7 separate regions of the Mus musculus genome follow, and all the other regions are linked to region 7. A link is a contact called in public HiChIP or PLAC-seq and Micro-C data. All regions are on one chromosome and are shown on one strand. The core of a region is the stretch at or near the end of the contact, and the rest is flanking DNA. Distances in the headings are between cores, read along the strand shown. Region 1 holds the start of Efna4 (ephrin A4). Region 2 overlaps Gm33845 (a long non-coding RNA gene). Region 3 holds the start of Hdgf (heparin binding growth factor). Region 4 holds the start of Zbtb7b (zinc finger and BTB domain containing 7B). Region 5 holds the start of Shc1 (src homology 2 domain-containing transforming protein C1). Region 6 holds the start of Pear1 (platelet endothelial aggregation receptor 1). Region 7 holds the start of Arhgef2 (rho/rac guanine nucleotide exchange factor (GEF) 2).

What was found. Hi-C and Micro-C count contacts between places; a contact is called where the count stands out from the background. HiChIP or PLAC-seq counts read pairs in DNA pulled down with a chosen protein or histone mark.
Region 1: a FOXA1 HiChIP or PLAC-seq map of pancreatic cancer cells shows a contact between it and region 7. The contact joins the promoter of Efna4 here to the promoter of Arhgef2 in region 7. A contact is called at or near these places in 4 of 115 datasets of contacts at active chromatin or transcription factors (memory CD8 T cells, microglia, neural tube and 1 more).
Region 2: a contact with region 7 is called in an H3K4me3 HiChIP or PLAC-seq map of bone marrow-derived macrophages, with 4 times the contacts expected there. The contact joins the enhancer-like site here to the promoter of Arhgef2 in region 7. A contact is called at or near these places in 1 of 39 promoter capture datasets (the C10 cell line) and 4 of 115 datasets of contacts at active chromatin or transcription factors (bone marrow-derived macrophages, double positive thymocytes, kidney and 1 more).
Region 3: a contact with region 7 is called in a FOXA1 HiChIP or PLAC-seq map of pancreatic cancer cells. The contact joins the promoter of Hdgf here to the promoter of Arhgef2 in region 7. A contact is called at or near these places in 1 of 39 promoter capture datasets (pre-B cells), 1 of 115 datasets of contacts at active chromatin or transcription factors (pancreatic cancer cells) and 2 of 9 other capture datasets (adipose tissue and pancreatic islet).
Region 4: a Micro-C map of embryonic stem cells shows a contact between it and region 7, with 2.4 times the contacts expected there. The contact joins the promoter of Zbtb7b here to the promoter of Arhgef2 in region 7. A contact is called at or near these places in 1 of 484 Hi-C or Micro-C datasets (embryonic stem cells), 1 of 115 datasets of contacts at active chromatin or transcription factors (bone marrow-derived dendritic cells) and 1 of 9 other capture datasets (adipose tissue).
Region 5: a contact with region 7 is called in a FOXA1 HiChIP or PLAC-seq map of pancreatic cancer cells. The contact joins the promoter of Shc1 here to the promoter of Arhgef2 in region 7. A contact is called at or near these places in 1 of 484 Hi-C or Micro-C datasets (the G1E-ER4 cell line) and 3 of 115 datasets of contacts at active chromatin or transcription factors (memory CD8 T cells, microglia and pancreatic cancer cells).
Region 6: a FOXA1 HiChIP or PLAC-seq map of pancreatic cancer cells shows a contact between it and region 7. The contact joins the promoter of Pear1 here to the promoter of Arhgef2 in region 7. A contact is called at or near these places in 1 of 39 promoter capture datasets (liver) and 1 of 115 datasets of contacts at active chromatin or transcription factors (pancreatic cancer cells).

What each region holds. Positions count from the first base shown.
Region 1 is chr3:89,336,610-89,339,309 of GRCm38.p6, reverse strand. It overlaps Efna4 (ephrin A4), which reads left to right and starts at 1,282. Exons shown (of 4, transcript NM_007910.2): 1 at 1,282-1,472. The coding sequence starts at 1,360.
Region 2 is chr3:89,298,359-89,301,058 of GRCm38.p6, reverse strand. All of the region lies in intron 1 of Gm33845 (a long non-coding RNA gene), which reads left to right. Among named protein-coding and RNA genes, the nearest start is that of Gm33845, 3.3 kb to the left of the region's middle. Within about 2 kb of position 1,343, at least 105 of the 459 cell types and tissues checked have an H3K27ac peak or open chromatin away from gene starts, as enhancers often do. A contact at or near this core is called in bone marrow-derived macrophages, kidney and pancreatic cancer cells, where this site is marked.
Region 3 is chr3:87,905,026-87,907,725 of GRCm38.p6, reverse strand. It overlaps Hdgf (heparin binding growth factor), which reads right to left and starts at 1,405. Exons shown (of 6, transcript NM_008231.4): 1 at 1,012-1,405. The coding sequence starts at 1,098.
Region 4 is chr3:89,392,064-89,394,763 of GRCm38.p6, reverse strand. It overlaps Zbtb7b (zinc finger and BTB domain containing 7B), which reads left to right and starts at 1,386. Exons shown (of 3, transcript NM_009565.5): 1 at 1,386-1,729. Gm15417 (predicted gene 15417) reads right to left here. Exons shown (of 2, transcript NR_040403.1): 1 at 2,258-2,700.
Region 5 is chr3:89,420,321-89,423,020 of GRCm38.p6, reverse strand. It overlaps Shc1 (src homology 2 domain-containing transforming protein C1), which reads right to left and starts at 1,400. Exons shown (of 12, transcript NM_001113331.2): 1 at 676-1,400; 2 at 25-95. The coding sequence starts at 1,170.
Region 6 is chr3:87,767,676-87,770,375 of GRCm38.p6, reverse strand. Pear1 (platelet endothelial aggregation receptor 1) reads left to right here and starts at 1,423. Exons shown (of 25, transcript NM_152799.2): 1 at 1,423-1,498.
Region 7 is chr3:88,619,902-88,622,601 of GRCm38.p6, reverse strand. It overlaps Arhgef2 (rho/rac guanine nucleotide exchange factor (GEF) 2), which reads right to left and starts at 1,443. Exons shown (of 22, transcript NM_008487.4): 1 at 1,281-1,443. The coding sequence starts at 1,343. It overlaps Gm20652 (a long non-coding RNA gene), which reads left to right and starts at 1,497. Exons shown (of 2, transcript XR_375820.2): 1 at 1,497-1,571.

The sequences.
Region 1 (2,700 bases), core at 33-2,532, 720 kb before region 7:
GCAGCGGCTGCTTGGATTCCAAGGCTTCACACCTGCCTCCTCCACTTCCCTGCCCCCACCTGAAGGTTCCAGAACAAAGGTGCTTTGTGCTTTGTACTGATTGCTACCACCTCATCATTTAGACCTCAGGACTGAGGACTCCTGGGAGAGAGGTGTGTGCGGATAAGGGGCAGGCTGTGTCCCACAATGGTCACCCAGCACGATGCTCTAGAGGAATGTCAGGGGTGTCCCCAGAGCCACTTCAGTCCTTCCCCTTGTACCATCTGCGTGTGCAAAGCAAAAGAACAATGCATGGAAGGTAATTCTGCTTCAGCCTCCAAAAGTATCTGGGGTATCAGGTGCTGGCCATCATGTGTGTGTGTGTGTGTGTGTGTGTGTGTGTGTGTGTGCGCGCGCGCGCGCGCGCACGGCACCTATGTACACACTTTCCTACCCCCAAATAGGAACTTGCTGTGTGCTGACTAGAATGCTGGATTCTTCTATGGGTGTACTTCATGTGCCATCCAGCTCTGACCTCCCAGACTTCAATGAGGCTTTCTACCTTGAACCAATGAAGACACAAAGGACAAGATCTAAACATAAACCGAACCGGCCCTCTTAGGTGGTGCTGCATGAACCCCGTGGCTGTAATCCCAGCACTGGAGAGGATAGAGCAGGAGGATCATTGCCAGTCTGAGGCCAGCCTGGCTTATAATAGAAGTTCCAAGCCAGCCAGACTTTAGTGTTAAGACCCTGTTTTAAACAAAATAAAGTACAACATAGGATTTGAAAGAAGACAGCCTTGGTAAAGTGCTTACCTGAGTTTGGATAACCAGCACCCGTGTAAAAAGCCCTAAGTTTAGTGGTTTATTTCTGTAACCCCTCCGTGGGTGGGAGGGGTGAGGTGGGGCTAGGAAACAGGAGCACCCCCTCCTACCCCGACCCCAAGCTTACAGGACTGCAAGCCAAGCCAATCAGGGTTCAGTGAGAGACCCTGTCTCAAAAAATAAGGTGGAGAAGGAATAGAAGCGCCGACACGTACACACACATAGAAAACCAAAACCCTCAAGCATTAAGTCCTTAGTGGAATATCCACCATGCCACCCTCTTCCAGCACAGTGAGATAACAAAGGGACGCTTTGGCTAACCTGGAGCGCTCGGGGCACAGGAAGCACAAAGGGTTAACAAGAGTTGGCGCTGAGTAGAGAGGCGGAGACAAGTTTTCATTGGTGGAAAGTTACCCAGGGCTGTGGTCTAGGAGCCTCCACACCCCTCCTCCGTTCCGTACCCCCCACCCCCCTCCACTTTTGTACCTTTCTCGCCGGGACAGAGAAGTGGGCCGGGACCAGCCGGGCCAGACCAGACTGGACCCCAGGGGCGATGCGGCTGCTGCCCCTGCTGCGGACTGTGCTCTGGGCCGCGCTGCTCGGCTCGCGCCTGCCGGGGTGCTCCAGCCTCCGCCACCCAATCTACTGGAACTCCTCTAACCCCAGGTAGCACGGCCGAGCGAGGCGAGAGCCGAGCTGGGCCCGCGCGCTCCCAGGCTGTGCGCGCGCCCGCTGCTCGCCTTTTTGCAAGGCGCTGTCTGAGCCCTGCCCAGCCGCGCGATGGGGCTCCTTTGTTTGAGCCGGCGGGGGAGGGGCGAGGCGTGCCCGGGGGTCCCCCCCCGCCCGAACGTGTGTGTGGGGGCGAGCGGACCACCCTAGTCCTGAGGGTGGTCGGTTGGAGTCTGAGAGCAGGGAGCTGAGGGGGCCTGGGCCCCGTATTCCGGGTCCCGCCCCCCTTTTCTAGGGAGCCCAAACCTCCGGCGGGGCAGGAGCTGGGGTGGACCGCTGAGAACCAGGGAGGGATTTTTACCCAAGTGAAAGAACGTTGAGTTCCTCTCTGGTTCTGAGAGCCTCTCGGGCCCCTGGATATCTCTGCTTCCATCTTGATCTTATTTCTGTCCAATCCTGGCCCTGTTCTTCCATCTGATTCACCTGTGGGCCAGTCATTTGACCTTGCTCACCTCAGTTATGTCATCTACAAAATGGGCTAATAATACCCAGTACCCTGGGAAGCAAGTGGACTGACTGAGGTCAGGCTTGTGGAAAGGAGTGCCGCTGTACAGATTTCAATGCTTATTTCTTCCCCTCTGCTGAGCTGGCTGCCTTTGAACCTCGGTATTTTTTGCTGTTTGCATCCTGCTTCCCATTCCTCCCTGCCTCTCTGCCTTCCCCATCTGTTTTCCTTTCTGATTTTCTACTTCAGACAATCTGTGGCTCTGTTCATTTATTCACTAACATTTGATAAGCACATACTCTGTGTGTGTGTCAAGACCAGTGCTGAGCTGCTGGGCTTTACCAATGAAACCCTGCCCCGTGGGAGGCCACAGCCCCCCAGGGAGGGCAGGCCTAAAGATAGTCATTCCAATACCAATACCGGGTGATAAGCGCTATTGTCCTGGACTCTGACTTCTTCTATCTCAGTTCCAGACCAGTCCCTCAGCCCCCAGCTCTTGTGTTTCTAGTTCATTCACCAAATTCACAAGTATTTCCTGAGCTCTGGCTTGGCAGGGGGTGTTTCTCCACACCCAGTGTGATGAAGCATACAAAGATCCTATCTCCCCTCTGTTCCTGGTTCCTTCTCTGGCTAGTGGTCAGAGCCTAGCCCAGGAATCCTTCTAATCAAGAGTCGACACAGCAGGTGGTTCTTGGCCACCCACTGAAGGATGTTTAGAGG
Region 2 (2,700 bases), core at 94-2,593, 680 kb before region 7:
AAACACTCTCTTATATCCCTCTATCTTAAAAAAATTAATAAACTTGGGGCTGGAGAGATAACATTAGTTGTTAAGAGCACTGGCTGTTCTTCCAGAAGAAAGGGGTTCAGTTCCTAGGACCCACATGGCAGCTCACAACTGTCTGTAACTCCTGCTCCAGGGGATCTGATACTCTCACATACCTAACAATTATTGATTGAATTACTGATTAAATAATCAATTATTGTTTGAATATGAGACATTAGGCATTTAATGTTTTTTAATGCTAGATTTTTTAAAATATTTATTAATTTTTATGTATGTGTGCTCTACCCGAATGTACACCATCATGCCAGAAGAGGGCAACAGATCACTGAATAGATGGTTGTGAGCTACCATGGGGTTGGTGAGAGTTGAACCCAAGACCTCTGGAAGAGCAGACAGTGCTCTTAACCGCTGAGCCATCTCTCCAGCCCTAATAGAAGACTTTTTAAAACATTTCTTTCAATACTTTTAAGCCTTCCTCAGAAACTTACATGAGTTTTTCAGGACAGAGAGACAAATGGTTTGCCTTTGGGGGATTGCAGGGTCTCATGTGAGCCTTGAACAGGCTGTGAGGCTGACCTTGAACTTGTGATCACTCTAATTGCACTTTCCCAGGTGTTTGCCACAACATCCAGGTGGATTGACCCTTCAAAGGTTCACTGCTAAGTGATATTTGGCAAAAGCAGAGCAGTCTTTGACCTAGGGCTAATCTAAAGAGGCAATATCATCCTGGAGTGTGGGCTGCTACACCAGCTAGCCAATCAGGAGATAGAAACCACACAGTACTTTGAGCAGGAGAAGTTTAATGTGAGAACTTATTAACCATAATAAGGGCTTAGAGTAGGGAGGGGTTGCCTGGCAGAAGTCAACAGAACTCCAAAAGAATACGGGAATTGTCAAGCACACTTATAGTTCAGGAACTCTAGAAGCTGAGGCAGGAGGATTGCTTAATTCCAGGAGATCAGGGCCCACCTGGGCAACATAGTAAGTCTCCATAGTCTAAAATAATAATAATAAAAATAATGATAATAATTTTTTCAAGGAGAGCACGGGGAATGGCGGGTATAACGGCAGCCACTTCTCCAGTGGTCCTGCGCGACAGTAGCAGAGGAGTTTCAGCGGCTGCAGAAATCAGCGCGGATGCGTCAGCATCGGGAAGAAAAAGCGCTTTTCTCAGACTGTCTCTGCAAGCGCCCCCTCCGGTTTTACAAAGGCTTTGAAGTTTAGAGGTTATGCATCTGGAACCAGCCAAGAGTAGTCAAGGCAAGACTGCCTTTCCGCGGTGGCTTGTGGGATGACGAGGGATTGGTGGCCCTGGTGAGAGCTCTGCTTTCGTTCTCCCACAGTTCTTAGCAAACGAGACTGGCTTCCCCGCAGGCTGTGTTACTCATCCGAAGCTGAAGACCTGAGGGACGCTGTACCAGTTTCCAAAGTCCCTTCTCTGTACAACTCCTGTCTAGGACTCTGTGCTGCAAACTAGAGCTGCCTTGGTCTTCCTGGGCTGCATTCCTTCCCTTCCTCCCCTCAGAGACTCTGACTCGCAGGCTGCATCTCCCACACCCAATCCTGGAATTTCCACCCACGAAGCTGCGTGGTCTTGGGGCTCGCTTCATTCGTGTTTGCCCTCTCAAATAGCACCCCAGTTTTACCTCTTCTCCTGTGTCTGATTATCAGTAACAGGAACTATTCTTTTATTTATTTATTTATTTTTTTTTCCGAGACAGGGTTTCTCTCTGTAGCCCTGGCTGTCTTGGAACTCACTCTGAATATCAGGCTGGCCTTGAACTCAGAGATCACTTGCCTCTGCCTCCTGAGTGCTGGGATTAAGGGTGTGCATCACTATTGCCAGGCTATGTGTTTAGCTATTTAAGACAAAAAGAGAAGAAAATGGTCCCTGTACTCCATCAGGACACAGTCCAGAGGTTTATGGAGTGGGATACAGAATGGGCACAGTGAGAGAATACGTGCTTAGCGCTTTGGAAGCCTGAAGCACGCTCTCAGTGTCAAACACACAACAAAGCTGAGACTGCGTAAGTGGCCGCGTGGATAGGGACACTTACTGCTCTTGCAGAGGACCTGGGCTCAATTCCCACAGCCAGCTAGGAGATCTCTAGACCTAGGGGGTCTGACATCCTCCTACATGCACGTGGAACACTTACATACACTCAGGCTCACACACATTAAAAGATAGAATCAATACATACTTTCTTTAAAGAAAATTCTAGTCTGGGTGTTGTGGCCCATGTTTTTAATCCTAGCTCTCAGGAGGCAGAGTCAAGTGACTCTCTGTTAATTAAAGGTCAACTTGGTCTATATAATAAGTTTGAGGCCAGCCAGGGTTGCGTAGTGAGTCCCTGTCTCAGAAACAAACAAAAATAAAACCCAAAAATCAAACCCAAGACCATTACACTCAAAACCACCTGTGATTTGGGGAGTCTTTCCTCCCCCTCCCACCATGACTCTGACTTTGTTTGTTTAGTTGTTTGGTTGGTTTTGGTTTTTTCGAGACAGGGTTTCTCTGTACAGCCCTGGCTGTCCTGGAACTCACTCTGTAGACCAGGCTGGACTCAAACTCAGAAATCTGCCTGACTCTGCCTCCCAAGTGCTGGGATTAAAGGTGTGCACAACCACGCCTGGCTTCGTTTGCTTTTTAAATAGACTTTGCAGAAGCCCTGC
Region 3 (2,700 bases), core at 156-2,655, 710 kb after region 7:
CTTTCTGCCCGAGGATTTCTTTTACACAAGTTCCACACCCTAAGGGGCTGAGTCATGCCCTCACTCGGTATCAAGGGCCCCCTCTACAATCGTTTTGAAAAATTCCCAGAAGCAACCCTCCCCCCAACACACACACACACACACACACACACACACACCTTTTCCTGGGAGGGAAGGTGATAAACACAGCAGGCTTTCTGCCCCACCCTCCCACCTGGCCAGGTGCTGGAATGGGGAAGGCCCTACTCTTGGCGGGTTCAAACAACCACATGGCTGACACCGGCCTCCCTGACTGGAGACGCTCACTAATGGGAAGCCGAGGAAACTCCAGCGTCCCACAATCCCCCACACCGCGCTAAGGTCGTCTGTACTGGATTTCCCAAAGCACACGGGGGCCCTGCTGCCTCCAGTTCCAAGTCTGAGCTGGAGGCATATGGAGGGATGTTCTTGTAGAGCTGGGGGCTAAATCGGTTATGGCAGAGTCACCAGGCCAGGCAAGACCATTTTTAAGTAAGTCGTCCCCAAACATTTCACGACCCTCCCAACTTCAGAGTTCCTACCAAAATGCTCCAAGAAAGTTTGTGAGTCGCCAACTCTACATCCACCTAACCCTCTGTGAACTGAGACCCCTCGCACCCGTTCGTCCAGCCAGAGAAACCTGAACTGGAGGCAACTATCAATGGAGACTCAGGGCTCAAGCGGGGCTCCGAGAAGGGGTTGGGATTCGCGGCGAAAGAAGCGACACACCATCGGGCCGCTCCCCCCCCCCCCCCCGCCACCGTGAGCCCGAAGCCTCGGCCGCTGTGACGGAGGGGTGAGGGCGAACTGAGCACGCGGCGCTGCCCGCCAGGTGCCGGCCGCGATCGCCTCCGTTATGTAAGCGGTGGTGGGCTCCCGCCAGCCAGAACAGGCCTGGCACCCCTGCCCCTACGCCCGCTCCGCGCTCGGCGGCCGTGCCCTCCCGAGCGTTATGCAACCCGCAGCAGGGCCCGCGACGGCCGCGCCACTCACCCGGGCCGGCCAGTGTGGGTATCCTTTCATCTTCGCAAACACCAGGTCTCCGCACTTGTACTCTTTCTGCCGGTTGGATCGCGACATGGCGGGGCCGCGGGCGCCCCGGGCTCCGCGCCGAGCCGGGAAGCGCGAGCCCAAGTTTGCGCGTGCGGCGGTTGCGGCGCCGCTGCGCTCCGGCCCTCGCGCGGCCCCCGCCTCGATGCCGGCCCCCGACGCGAGCTCCGGGGCAGCCACGGCGTCTGCGCCCGCGCGCCGCTCGGACAGGGCCGGGCGCGGTGGGCAACACACGGCTCCGGGAGCGCTAGCTCGTGTGGTTGTTTGTGTTTGAAATTCAATTGCTCCCTCCTCGGCGCGAGCGAGGCCGCTTCCTCCACCCCCCGCGGCCCACTCCTCCCCTCGCGCTCCCGCCCGCGGCGGTTCGATGCGCGCAGCCAATCGACGCCTACAGCCTGCCCCGGCCTCACACCCAACCTGGAGGCCGCCAGGCGGGGCTCAGAGGCACAGGCTTGAAGAGCCGAGTGCCGAGCGCGCCGAGCGGGCTTTGTGTGCGGGCGGGTGGTGGGTGCCAGCCCAAAAGGAGCTGGCGCCCGCTGGACAGGCTGCACGTGCCCCTCCCCGGGCTCCTCTGAATGCCCTGGCCAGGCGGGGCCTACTGTGGCCTGCCTTGCGCTCTGTCCCCCCTACCACGTGCCATGTCCCAACCCACGTATTTGCTCTGCGCCTCTGACTTCTAACTAGTTAGACCGCCAAGGCAAGAGGTGTACCCCACACACTCCACGTGCTTCTGTTGGTGGCGGTATAAGAGTTCGAGTCCTACCATTTCAGTCTACTCTAAATTAACAGCTGTATCTGGACTATCACCAATTACCCTCACTAGAATAAGGAGGTCCTAAACGATAAAGACAGTTGGATACCACTAAATCTAGTTTGGAGATATATAGTATTAATTTGAAGACTGTATTTGGCCTGGGTTATATTCTAAGGAATGATGTGCGCAAAACTTGATCTCAGATCTCAAACCAAACAAGATTTTGTTGTAATTACATCTCTGTGCAATGGGTTTTTTGTTGTTTATATCTAATTGTTTTATATCTTATTTTTATTGAGACAGTCTTTTTTTTTTATTTTTTTTTATTTTTCAAGACAGGGTTTCTCTGTGCAGTCCTGGCTGTCCTGGAACTCACTCTGACTGACCTCAAACTCAGAAATCCGCCTGCCTCTGCCTCCCAAGTGCTGGGATTACAGAAGTGTGCCACCACTGCCGGGGGAGACAGTCTTAGTATGTAGCCCTGGCTGGCTGGCCTGCATACTCTCTTTTTAAAGAGATTTGAAGGTTTCTGGTTTTTGTTTGTTTGTTTTTGGTTTTTCAAGGCAGGGTTTCTCTGTGTAGCCCTGGCTGTCCTGAAACTCATGTAGACCAGGCTGGCCTCAAACTCAGAGATCCACTTGCCTCTCCCTCTTAAACGGGTGCACCACCACTGCCCAGCAGATTTGAAGGTTTTTTTTAATATTTATTTATTCATTTATTATTTGTAAGACACTGTAGCTGTCTTCAGACACTCCAGAAGAGGGCCTCAGATTTCATTAGGGATGGTTGTGAGCCACCATGTATGAGTTCAAATGGTCCACAAACAGCTGGGATTTGAACTCAGGACCATTGGAAGAGCAGTAGGCACTCTTAACCAC
Region 4 (2,700 bases), core at 137-2,636, 770 kb before region 7:
CAGCCCGGGTGAGGGCCAGGGCCCCCCTGGCACCGCCCATTGTGGTCCAACAGGTTGAGCTGGTGTCCTGCGGAGCCACCTGCTGGAAAGGGAAGGAGGCCCCCTGCGGAGGGAGCTGGGAAAGAGAACAAGTCCGACCCGGTTCCGCCTGGCCTGCTGCTGCGAAGCCGAACCTGGTCCTAGAGAGCGGGATTTGACTCCGTTTGAAACGAGTAGGAGGGGCCCTTTTGGGGTCTATAGCATCGCCAGCCCAGTTGTAAGCGTCCCTCAGAGACTACCATTCTTTGGGTCGGGCACTTAAATACGAATACCGGTTTTTCCCAAACCCACTTAAGCAAACATCCTAAACCACCCAGGTCTCTATCGTCACCTCGGGGTCTGAGTGAATCTGCGCCAAGATCCCTCCACTGTAGGGTCTCAGTTTCTCCACTAAAAGTACCGGCTGGTTGAAGGCAAAGCGTCGGGGCCCCAGAGGGAGCGCACCTCCCCCTTCCCCTTCCCAGACTCAGTCCCTCCCCTTTGAAAATGCCAAGGCAGCAACGGGCACTGGCTAGAGCGCAAAGGCTCCTTGCCCCGGGCACTGTTCCCTCCCCGCGGGGCGCCGTCACGCGTGGGGAGGGACACAGAGTGCCCACAGACTCGACTCCCCCGCTCCCTCGGAGGGGGATGGGCCAAGAGGCTGAAGCTCAATGTCTAGAGGTTCTCTCTCTTCCTGGGGCTCTGACCTGGTTAAAGCCCCTCGGCAGGACCCCACTCTTTCTAAATTTTAGGTCTTCATCCCCAGCAGCGTATCCGTAACCTCTCATACCATTCCCTCCCCAGGTGGTGACCCTACAGAAGCCCCTCTTGAAAGAGAGGAAGTCCCTGAGGGGGCTGCTCCATTCCCTGGCCACTGCGGACACTGTCTTCGGCCTCCCTCCCCTTCTGGTTTCTGGCCAGCCCAGGCTCCACCCCCTCCCTGGATGAACCCTAGGCGCGTCCCACATGGGATAGGCGGGTGTTCAGGCCAATGGATGGGCAGGGCGGTGGCGTGCAAGGGGTGGAGCTGGGCAGCAGCAGAGGGCTGGACGGGGGTCGGAGGCGGAGCTCCAGTTAAGGTGGACCGGAGGAGATAGTGGTAGAAAGCAGAGAGGGAGAGGGATCGCGGCAGGTGAAGGGAGTTTGAAGGAAAGAAGGGAAAGGAAAAGGGTGGGAAAGGCTCAGGGAGCGAAGCAAAATCTCGGAGAAAAGGGACGAAAAGGAGGGAGGGACCCATATGCTCCCTGCTGGAACTAGCTGTTGGAAGAGGTGGAAGTTTATGTCCTTATTGGGCGGAGGGAGGGGGTGCCTGGGGGGGGCGGATGAAAAACCAGGAAGTGACAGAGGGTGTTGCTAAGGGTGGGGGGGGAGTTTGGGGGTGGCAGGGGCGGGGGGAGGGAGGGGAGGGATGGGGGGAAAGCAAGAGAGAGGACAGGTGAGACAGCAGGACAGGTGAGGCGGGCCTTGGGGGGGGGGGCGAGTGGAAGCCAGGTGAATGTACGGCTCTCCGCGGCCAAGGGGGGGGCGGGCAACAGGAGGAGGCAAAGGGTGGCGGAGGAGGAGCCCCCCAGCAACGAGCAGCGAGCCACTGACCGCGGCCTTCTGACCAGGACCGGAGCAGAGCCCCAAGCCCCCCAGCCTGGCGGGGGACGCGCTTCTTCCTACACCCTGTGCCTCTGCAGCTCCAGCGAACGGACCCAACGGCTGAAAGGTAAGTGAACCCCACTTTTTGTCCCTTGGCTCGGGATACACTAAACTCGAGCCTACTGCAGTGTCCTTCGTGCGTCCTGTGAGACCCCTGTACACACACGTACACACACACACACCAGATTTCAACCAGTCGCATTCCCTGTAGCTTTCCTGGGTCTTTGGAATTGGTTTTAACTTGGAGGAAAGGTAGAGAACTATGGACTATTGGCCTCCCCCCAACTCTGAGCGGAGGGTCTCCAGAAACTTTCTTTGCACTTCTAATATCATACAGACTGTGAGCTACGGGATGGAGAGGGGGTGAGCTGCACTGAACTTACCCCTACCCCCAGTCGCTTTTGTGACTTTAGGGGGAGACCCCAGACCCGACCGAATGGAGGGAATGGAAACCCTGACGGACTATAACTAGGACAACGCGTGTCCCCACCCACCCACCCAGCTCCGCGCCCCCCTGGCACGGTGGGCTGGACCCAGGCCAGTGGCACGGGGGGTGGGGGGCAGCGGGAGGAACCGCGGCTTGGGGGAAAGTTACCGGCTGGACTATTCGGTTTCTTGCGCTTCCAGAGCCGCGTCGTCTCTCCAGCGGTAGTGCGGCTCAGCAGGACGACCCCTCTGCCCCTCCCGCTCCGCAATCACATTCCGGTCTCTCAAGCCTCAGGCCCACCGCCACCTTTTCAAAGTCAGCTTTTGCTCTCACAACTCCAGTGCGAGGGTGGGTGATAAGAACTCGACCTACCAGCGGTCTTGCCGCCGGCGCCGGCGCACCTGCCCTGAGCAGAGTGGGGGTCGCTGTGTGGTAGAAACCTAGTGCGCACCGCTGGCCGAGGTTGGCCATTCAGAGGGGTGGGGGGCGCTGCTTTCCATTTCCAGCTTTCTCTCCCCTCCTCCCACCCCACCCAAGTAAGAGAGCGACGTGTCCTGGCCAGAGCGGGGGGGGCGGGAGTGGGGGGGCAGCGTGGGCAGCGGGTTGTGCCC
Region 5 (2,700 bases), core at 151-2,650, 800 kb before region 7:
CAATATACCCGCCTTCCCACTAACCTGGTGACCTGAGTCCGGGTATTGAAGTCAAGGGCTCGCATTGACTGTAAGACCTCCACACAGCCCATGTACTGTAGGGGAAGGAGGGAAGAATGGATCAGCTGACCCCATCCCCCACCCCACACTTGCAAGCCCTTTGCAGAAGGTTCTAGGGCTTTGCCTTATATAGTCCTTACTTCCTAAGGAAAGTAGATTGAAGTAGCCTTCCTACTGCCTGGGGCTTCCACTTCATAGGTGTATGGCAAAGGGGAAAAAGGGAAGAAAGACCACAAAAGAGGAACTTCGTGCACCATGGGGGGACTGCGAGAGGAGTAGCAAACATTGAGTGGGATGGAGTGACATCTCTGGAAAAGGGAGGAGTCTAGAGGGAATAATCAAGAAGTCATTTTCATTCAACTTTTACAGAAAGCCTCAGATGTGCTTGGGCACTGTGTGAACTGGGGGGGTGGGGGGGGGGGTTGGGACCAAAGGAGGAAAGGCAGAAGATTCACAGGCTAAATTAAGGGCAGAGACCTGAAGAAGGAATGCACCAGGTCTAAGAACTGAGAGAATGGCACAGATGTTGCTGGGGGAAGAGCAGGGAGTCCCTGGCAAATCTGGAGTGAGCAGAGGAACTGGACGGGAGGGAGTGGGAGGGGGGTATGCACTCACCCGAACCAAGTAGGAAACCCCAGGTCCCATGACTTTGTCGTTGGGATGCAGCCAGCCTCGTGTGGGCTTATTGACAAAGCTCCCGTGTCTGGTCCACTCCTCGCCCCCCAGCTGGCCCCCTTCTACCCGAGTCCTGCGCCCGCCGCCTCCACTCAGCTTGTTCATGTCCTGGAGGAGGGGCAAGAGGCCTGAGTCCCGAAGGGCTGCCCCTGCACTCCCTTCCCCATCTTCAGCAGCCTTTCCTGGCTCCCCTTTAGGCCCCAGGCGCCCCCCAGCAGGATTGGCCAGCTTCAGGTTGCTCATCCGGGGAAAGAAGGAACACAGGGTAGTCGGACTATCGTCCCCCGGCAGAGGAGGCAGAATGGGTCCCAGGGATGAAGCTGATGGGGAAGGTAGCTCCTCCGGAGGGGTAGACCCCGAAGCCCCCTCCTCCAGCGATGACAGAGACTCATTCCGAAGTGGGTTGTACTTCGGCTTGGGGGGTAGAAGATCCATGGCTGGGGTGAGAAGAGGGGCTGCTGCCCAGCCCGGCCCCCCTGCCAATTCAGGCAAGGGGGCCAGGCAGGGGGCATCCCCAGGCCCTTAGCCTAGTCTGACCTCGGCAGCCCGGTGATAACAGATGACCTGGGGAGGCGAAGGACAAGTGACCTCTGCTCTCCCAACTCAGACCTAGACAGTTTGAGAGCACATCCTTGCACAGCCCAGCTAGGAAACCTCTACTGGCTGAGGAGTACAGGCTGGACCCAGAGCTTACTGGCTCCTCCCCAGAGGCGGGGAACTAAGGAGAGAGACCAATCCCCAGGACAGTGCTGACTCACAGGCTCAGAGGGGCTGAGACACCTCCCCACACAATTTGTGCAAGCCAGGCCACTCTCCCAGCCCAATACAAACAACTGTCTGGGAAGGAGGAGGTGCCCGGCGCGAAAAAAAGATGGAAAAATAAGCAAAAGAGAAAAAAGAAAGGAAGGAGTTAAGAGAAACTCTGGACCAATCCAAACCGACGTGGGCAAGCCAAAGAGAGCAGGAAGACAGGAAGGGATAGAGAGGAAACAGAAGCTGCTGGGCGGGGAGGGGAAGGGGGGAGATGTCCCCCAGAGTTTAGCATTTCCTTTCCAGTCCTGGCTGAAGACGTGACTAGCCCCCTAGCCCAGACAGCCCAGACCACTCCCATCCCCACCATACAGTGAGTGAGGTGGTAGCTCCAGGGAACCTGGGCCATTAGCATCCTCCACCACAACAGCTGTGGACCACAGTAGAGAACCAGGGAGAGAAAGTAAGTCCCAGTGGATATAGTGCAAAGCCAAGAGGAAAGACAAGCTAAAATGGGAATAAAGGCCAATTTATTGGTGGTACATCAGGGGGCTACCAGACAAGAGCTAGAGCAAGCCTGTTTCTACAAGTCACCAAGGACCAACAGACTTGGGGGGTGGGAGTAGGGCTTCCCCAGAGGGTACAGAGACATGCAGCCACCCCTCGGACCTACAGATATATTGTTACTCCTTACAGGCAGTAAACCACCTGACAGTGTACCTCAGGCTAGTGGAGGAGTTGGCCTTGGAGGTAGGGGAAAGAAACAGAACTGGTGCCTACAAGCCACAAAGGGATAATAGGGTCATAAACAAATCTGTGTTAATAAAGACAGGAAGGAGAAAGGGATATTAGAAGTTGGAGTCTGGCCATAAGTGCATAATAATACCAAACCCATATTTCTTTGCCCACAGTTTCCTGCCACAGCTCTGCTTAAGGCCATTCAGGAACTTAAAGAAAGTGACCAATCAAAATAGCTCCAGAATAAACTATCGCTTTATTCCCTTAAAAAAAAAAAAAAAAAAGTAGCTGGGTGTGGTGGTGCACCCTTTTAATCCCAGCAGAGGCAGGTGGATTTCTGAGTTCGAGGCCAGCCTGGTCTACAAAGTGAGTTCCAGGACAGCCAGGGCTATACAGAGAAACCCTGTCTCGAAAACCAAAAAAAAAAAAAAAAAAAAACCAAATACAAGAAATAAAAGATACTTTTTGCTTATTTGT
Region 6 (2,700 bases), core at 174-2,673, 850 kb after region 7:
AACAACTGTTAAACAGCATTGCCTGTCTCTCACCTGGATTATAATAATAATAATATTAGTAATTATTATATATCAGTATTATACACAATATTAGTAAGTATTATACACAAACAGCTTGGAACCACAATATCCAAGAATCAGGAATTGTCAGGACACAGCAATCCTGTTCTTGAATAGCCCAGTGCTGTCACCTGCTGTAGTAGAGAACACCCAACGGCCCAGAAACTTTATGGTGAGGGGAAGAAGATGGACATACGTGAGTACATACTCTATGATGACATTTACACGGATATTCTAGAAATATAAACTACAGAAAGCAAATCAAAACTTTCGTGGGGTTTGGGCTAGGGGTGAGGACGGAATCTGCGTCCTTACTGTAGCCTAGAGTAGGTACACTGGGGGAGATGGACTTTAAAACATTAGATTGACTTCTGTTGCAGGGGAGGGAATATGTACCATGCTATGGCACTGTTGTGGGCATAGATGACAAGTTTTGGGATTTGATTCTCACCTTCTACCATGTGGGTCCCTGGGTTCAACCTCAGGTCATCAGGCTTGGTGGCAAGCGCGTTACACCCCCTCGACCCCTCCCTGAGCCATCTCTCCATCCCCAGAGAGGGACATTTTAAACCACACTTTTATTGGGATGAACACATTTGTCTAAGCCAATGAAACAGCATGCTAAGTAGAATAAGCTAGATGTGGAAGGTCGGAGGCCGGAGCTGAGGTACATATAGCCTAACTTCACGATGGCTACCAGGGCCAGGGGATGCAGACTGAGTTTCAGTTTGGGATGAGGAGAAAGCTCTGGAAATTGACAGTAGCAAAGGTTTCGTATATGTGAAATACTTTATGCCACCGAACTGTATACTTAACATTTGTTGAAAGGATGTGTTTTATATTGTGTATGTTTTGCCACGATAAAGTTTTGGAACATTATTCATCAAGCCAAGTGGGCTTATTTTTATTATATGTCAATCACTCTTAAATAAAGGTGTCCCTGCTGTTTAGAATTCAACCTAGGGCCTGCAGCATAAGCCACACTCCCCCAGGCCCAAGTTGTCTTTGTTCTGAGACCTGACTGTGGTAGGTCGCTGAGTTCTTCGGAGCAAGCTGATGAGCAAGATCTGCTTTCTTTATGTAGCAGAATCCTGCTTCAACTCTTGCAAAGGTCCCAAAGATCTGACCGCGCAGGCAGGGTGCCCCTCCCCTGAAGGCCGCCAGGGGGCGCCGCCGGGCAGGAAAGAGGGGCGTCGGGTGGACCGCGACGCCGGGAGCCGGGGCTGTCAGGTTGGGCGGCTCTCCCCGTCCACTTCGCAGACAGGCGTGCGGAGGGCTGACCCCACCCGGCCGGGCTCCAGCCTCCCCGCGCGGACTTCCTGCCTGGGCGCGGGCGGAGGCCCACCCCCTTCCTGCCCGCGCAGCCAGCTCTGTCGGCCAGCAGGACCCGTCGGTACAACACGCCGCTCTGAGCTCCGAGCTCCGAGCCCCGAGGCAGGTGAGTGACCTGCCCTGGGCTCTGGAGCCCGAGACCGCTGGGCTGAAACCTGAAGAGAGGAAAGGAGGAGATGGAGTGGGGACTCCTGTGTGTGTGTGTGTGTGTGTTCCGTCTAAGTGGAAAGAGAAGAGAAAGGAGAAAGGAGAGAGTTAGGGGAAGAGAAGAAAGTGAGATCTAAGTAGAGAAAGCCGCCTAAGTGAAAAGAGAGAGAGAGAGGAGAGAAAGAAGAGAGCGAGCAGAGAGGGAGAGGGAGACCTAACTAAGTAGAAAAAGAAAGCTGCGTAGCTCTGAGGATAAGGAGCTAGGATGGGGACCAGCCTGGGAGAGCTCTCTTCTCGCCCTGAGGAAGGCAGCCTGCAAGTCTCCTGGATTCCAGTGTGCTGTTTGCTAGTGTAGAACCATGGTGGTGGTACCGAAGCCCTGAAAAGCAACCCTAAACCTTGTCTTCCCTCTATCCCCCAATTTCTTCTTTCTGGGAGGACCAACAAAACACAGTTGCCTGCCTGTCTCCTCCTATGTCTCGCGGAGAAAGACCCTGTTTAGTGTTCATAGTGTTGCCCCCTACCCCTGCCCAGGGAAGAGATTGGATTTGCGTGTCCTTTCCCATCTTGTAGGGGAGAGGTCAGCCATAGGCACCTACAGTCTCTGAGGCTTGTTTATTGTTGTTTTTTTGTTTGTTTTTCTTTTTCCTGGATGATGTGGGCCCATAGCCAGGCTGATAGTGTGAGCCCTGGGGCCCGGGAACCCAAGCTCCATCCAGCAAGGCCTCCCTCACTTCGCATCCCTGTTTCCAGCCTCTAGCCACGGACTCGTGACTCCTTGTTTTGGACTTTTAGTAGAGCCTGCTGCCCCAGCTGGGGACGGTGACCCCTGGTCCCCGGAGACTGGAACAGCGTGTGCTGGTTGAAGTTCCCAGGCTCAGCCAGGCCTTAGCTCTAGGCAGGGCCGGATAAGGGGTCAGTTCTCAACCCCTGCCTATGCTAGGCCTAGGGGGTTGGAGGCTGTTCTCCAAACCCAACTCCAGCCCACAGTACAGTGCCCTACCTCTGGCTGTGTGTGCATGGGTGAGATGGGTGTGGGCTGGCCTCCCACCTGCCAGCCTACCCTGCTTGGCTGCTCTTCCAAAACCTGCCCCCTCCCTGGCTTGCCTTTTTCTTCTCAGTGAAGGGTGAAGTGGGAGGGTTGGCTTCTGCTTCTCCACT
Region 7 (2,700 bases), core at 194-2,693:
CGACCTTCTCCCAGTGTAGCAGTAAAGCAAGTAGCTAAAGCCTGGAACCTTGGAGGAAGGGAGAGGGCAGCTTTCCATTCGCAGAGTGGCTTTCCAGCCTGAAAATGATCTGCTTGGTTGGCTGGCTGCGGGAGGGTCATTACGCTCTCGCTAAGGACAGGGATTAAGATTAAAGCCCTTCCTGCCTTTGCTTTCCGAGAGAGCCTTATAATGTGAGTGTCCTGAGGTACAGGGAGGCGCCGTCCGCCTGAACCAGGCCCCCCTGGCTTCACTTATTCATCTACAAGTCCTCCTCGGCTTCACCACTTCCTGTGAGCTGAGGTGAGGAAAGTCATGGCATTTGGGAGGGCGTCTGAATACAAAGACAGGAATAAAGGACACTTGTAAAGGCGTGCTGGAGAGGTCGTATTGCAGAGTGTGCTGATAATTACACAGCCAGACTCCAGATGACAGGTGAAGGGCCCCCAAGCCGAGGCGATAATCGAAATATGGCTGAGGGGAGTGGGGGAACTGGGTTAACCGAGGCGGCTGGAGAACCAGGAGCCTGGAAGCTGATGAAACAGATAAGGGTGGGAACTACTCTGGGTCCTGGCACCGAGACGCTCAGGATGTGAGAAGGCATCCCAGCGACACAAAGGCAGCTTGCTTCACCTGATGGATCGGTTTGGCCTGGCGGAGAAAATGGGCGGCCGCTTGCTGTCTTGACCCCTAGCCACCCGCCTACCCCAGGCAAGAACTGAATCACAGCTGGAAAGTCCATCCGCAAGAAGAGGAGGAGCTGACTTTTGTCTTGGAGGGGCGGGAAGGTGGGGGAGGGAGCTTGGAAAACACCCCCTCCGGCCCCCTCCACCCGCTGGTGGGGACAAAGGGGGAACGACCGAGCCGGCGCTAGCGGGCACGGCCGCAAGCAACCCCCGGAACTGGGGTGCGGAAAGGGGTGCCCAAGAGCGTCGTCCCTAGGAACCCGACACGCTCGCCCCTCTTTCCCGCTCGATCCCTTACCGGAGCAACTTTCTTCCGAGCGGCCCAAAACACTCGGTCCCGCCGAACCACTGGTAACCCAGCTCAGCTCTCCTAGATCCCCGCACAGAAGCTGCGCGGGTGCTGGAGACGCGGGTCACGTTGCGGTCCTCCAGCCCCCTCCTCACGCGCTCGCAGCCCCACCCACCCCGTCCGGCCGCTGCGCGCGGACTCGGGCGCCCCAGAGCGGGCGGGGGGACGCGGGACGCGGGGCGGAGGCCCAGAGGTCGGCAGGGCGCCCGGTCGCAGAGCCAGCCCACCTTGGTTGCCTGCTCCTTGCTCCGGTCGATCCGCGCGCGAGTGAGGGATTCGATCCGAGACATAATCCAGCGTGAGCCGCGGGAGGACGCGGCGGCCCCGGGTGTCCAGCAACGGCGGGGGAGGGGTCCGGCCGCACGCGTCGGCCTCGGGGACAGGAAGTCTGAGTCCCCTCGCCCCTGCACCCAGCACCAGTTCCTCAAACCCTAGTCTCCTCCCCCACCCGAGCTCAGGAAGGGGAGAGGCGGAGCGGAGGCAGGGCGGGGTACCCGCGCACCGGACGGGACGCCGGGGTTAGTATCGCTGCAGTCTGCTGGACAGGGGTCCTTGGGACAGGTTCGAGGATCCCTTTTCCCTTTAGCGCTTAGGAACACTCTCTGACCTCAGCGACCTCCCTTAGCTCGGCTGTCCTTGAAAAACACCGGCGCCCATTCCGGGTAACTTCACTCTTTAAAGACCCTAAGGGGATTCTATCACCTTATCGGTAACTGGGAGACCTAGCCATAAGGGCTCACTCATCAAACAGGCTTGAGTACACAGACCGCTTTTACAATGTTGGACTGGTATGACAAGAGGGAGGGGGCAATGAAAGGGGAACTAGAAGCTTCATCGTTAACAGGCTTCACTCCCCCAAAAGAGTGAAGAAGGGGACTCCTTTCCAAAAGCTAGGAGTCCACAAGAGAGGGTTTTCCCCTCACCCCCCCCCACCCCCCGCCCAGCTTCTCACCCCTCTGGGCCTTGTGGACCACACTCTGACCATCCTTCTCAGCCCCACCTCTGCCAATTACTTTGGCAGTGAAGGTGAGAAGGCTCCACCTTTCCTGAGGCTAGCTGAGGAAATCCTTCCTTGTGTCCTGACACCAGTTTTCTCTGCCACAGGAGACTATAGAAACAACTTGGCCCTGTCTGGAAACGTTTGAGCTTGCTGAGGAGTGTGGGTGGGTTTTCATTTCTCTGGACCCTTTGAGTCAACCTGAGTTTCCTGCCACTGGGGAAATTCTCCAGTCTGCTCCGTTTCCACCTATCAAGGTCTCCGATTTCTCTGTAAAAACCTGAGCACCCTGGGGCAAAGTTTTGTAAAAATTTAGGGTACTACCTAATCTAGTCCCAAAAGTGTGTGGTAATGAGGGAGGGAGATGGCTAGGCGTGGTGTTGCACAGAGGCAGGGAGATTTCTGAGTTCAAGGCCAGCCTGGTCTACAGAGTGAGTTCCAGGACAGCCAGGGCTACACAGAGAAACCCTGTCTCAAAACACCGAAAAAAAAAAGAAAGAAAGAAAAAAGAAAGAGGGAGGGAGATGAGGCCCAGCCACTGTCACCAGCTTCTGCTCTGTTCTTCTCGGTAGCGGGGCAGGGAGGGTGGTGTTAGGGCTGCAGGTTTCCAGCCCAGCCCTGCACTCCTAGAGTGCCAATTTTAGCCTCAG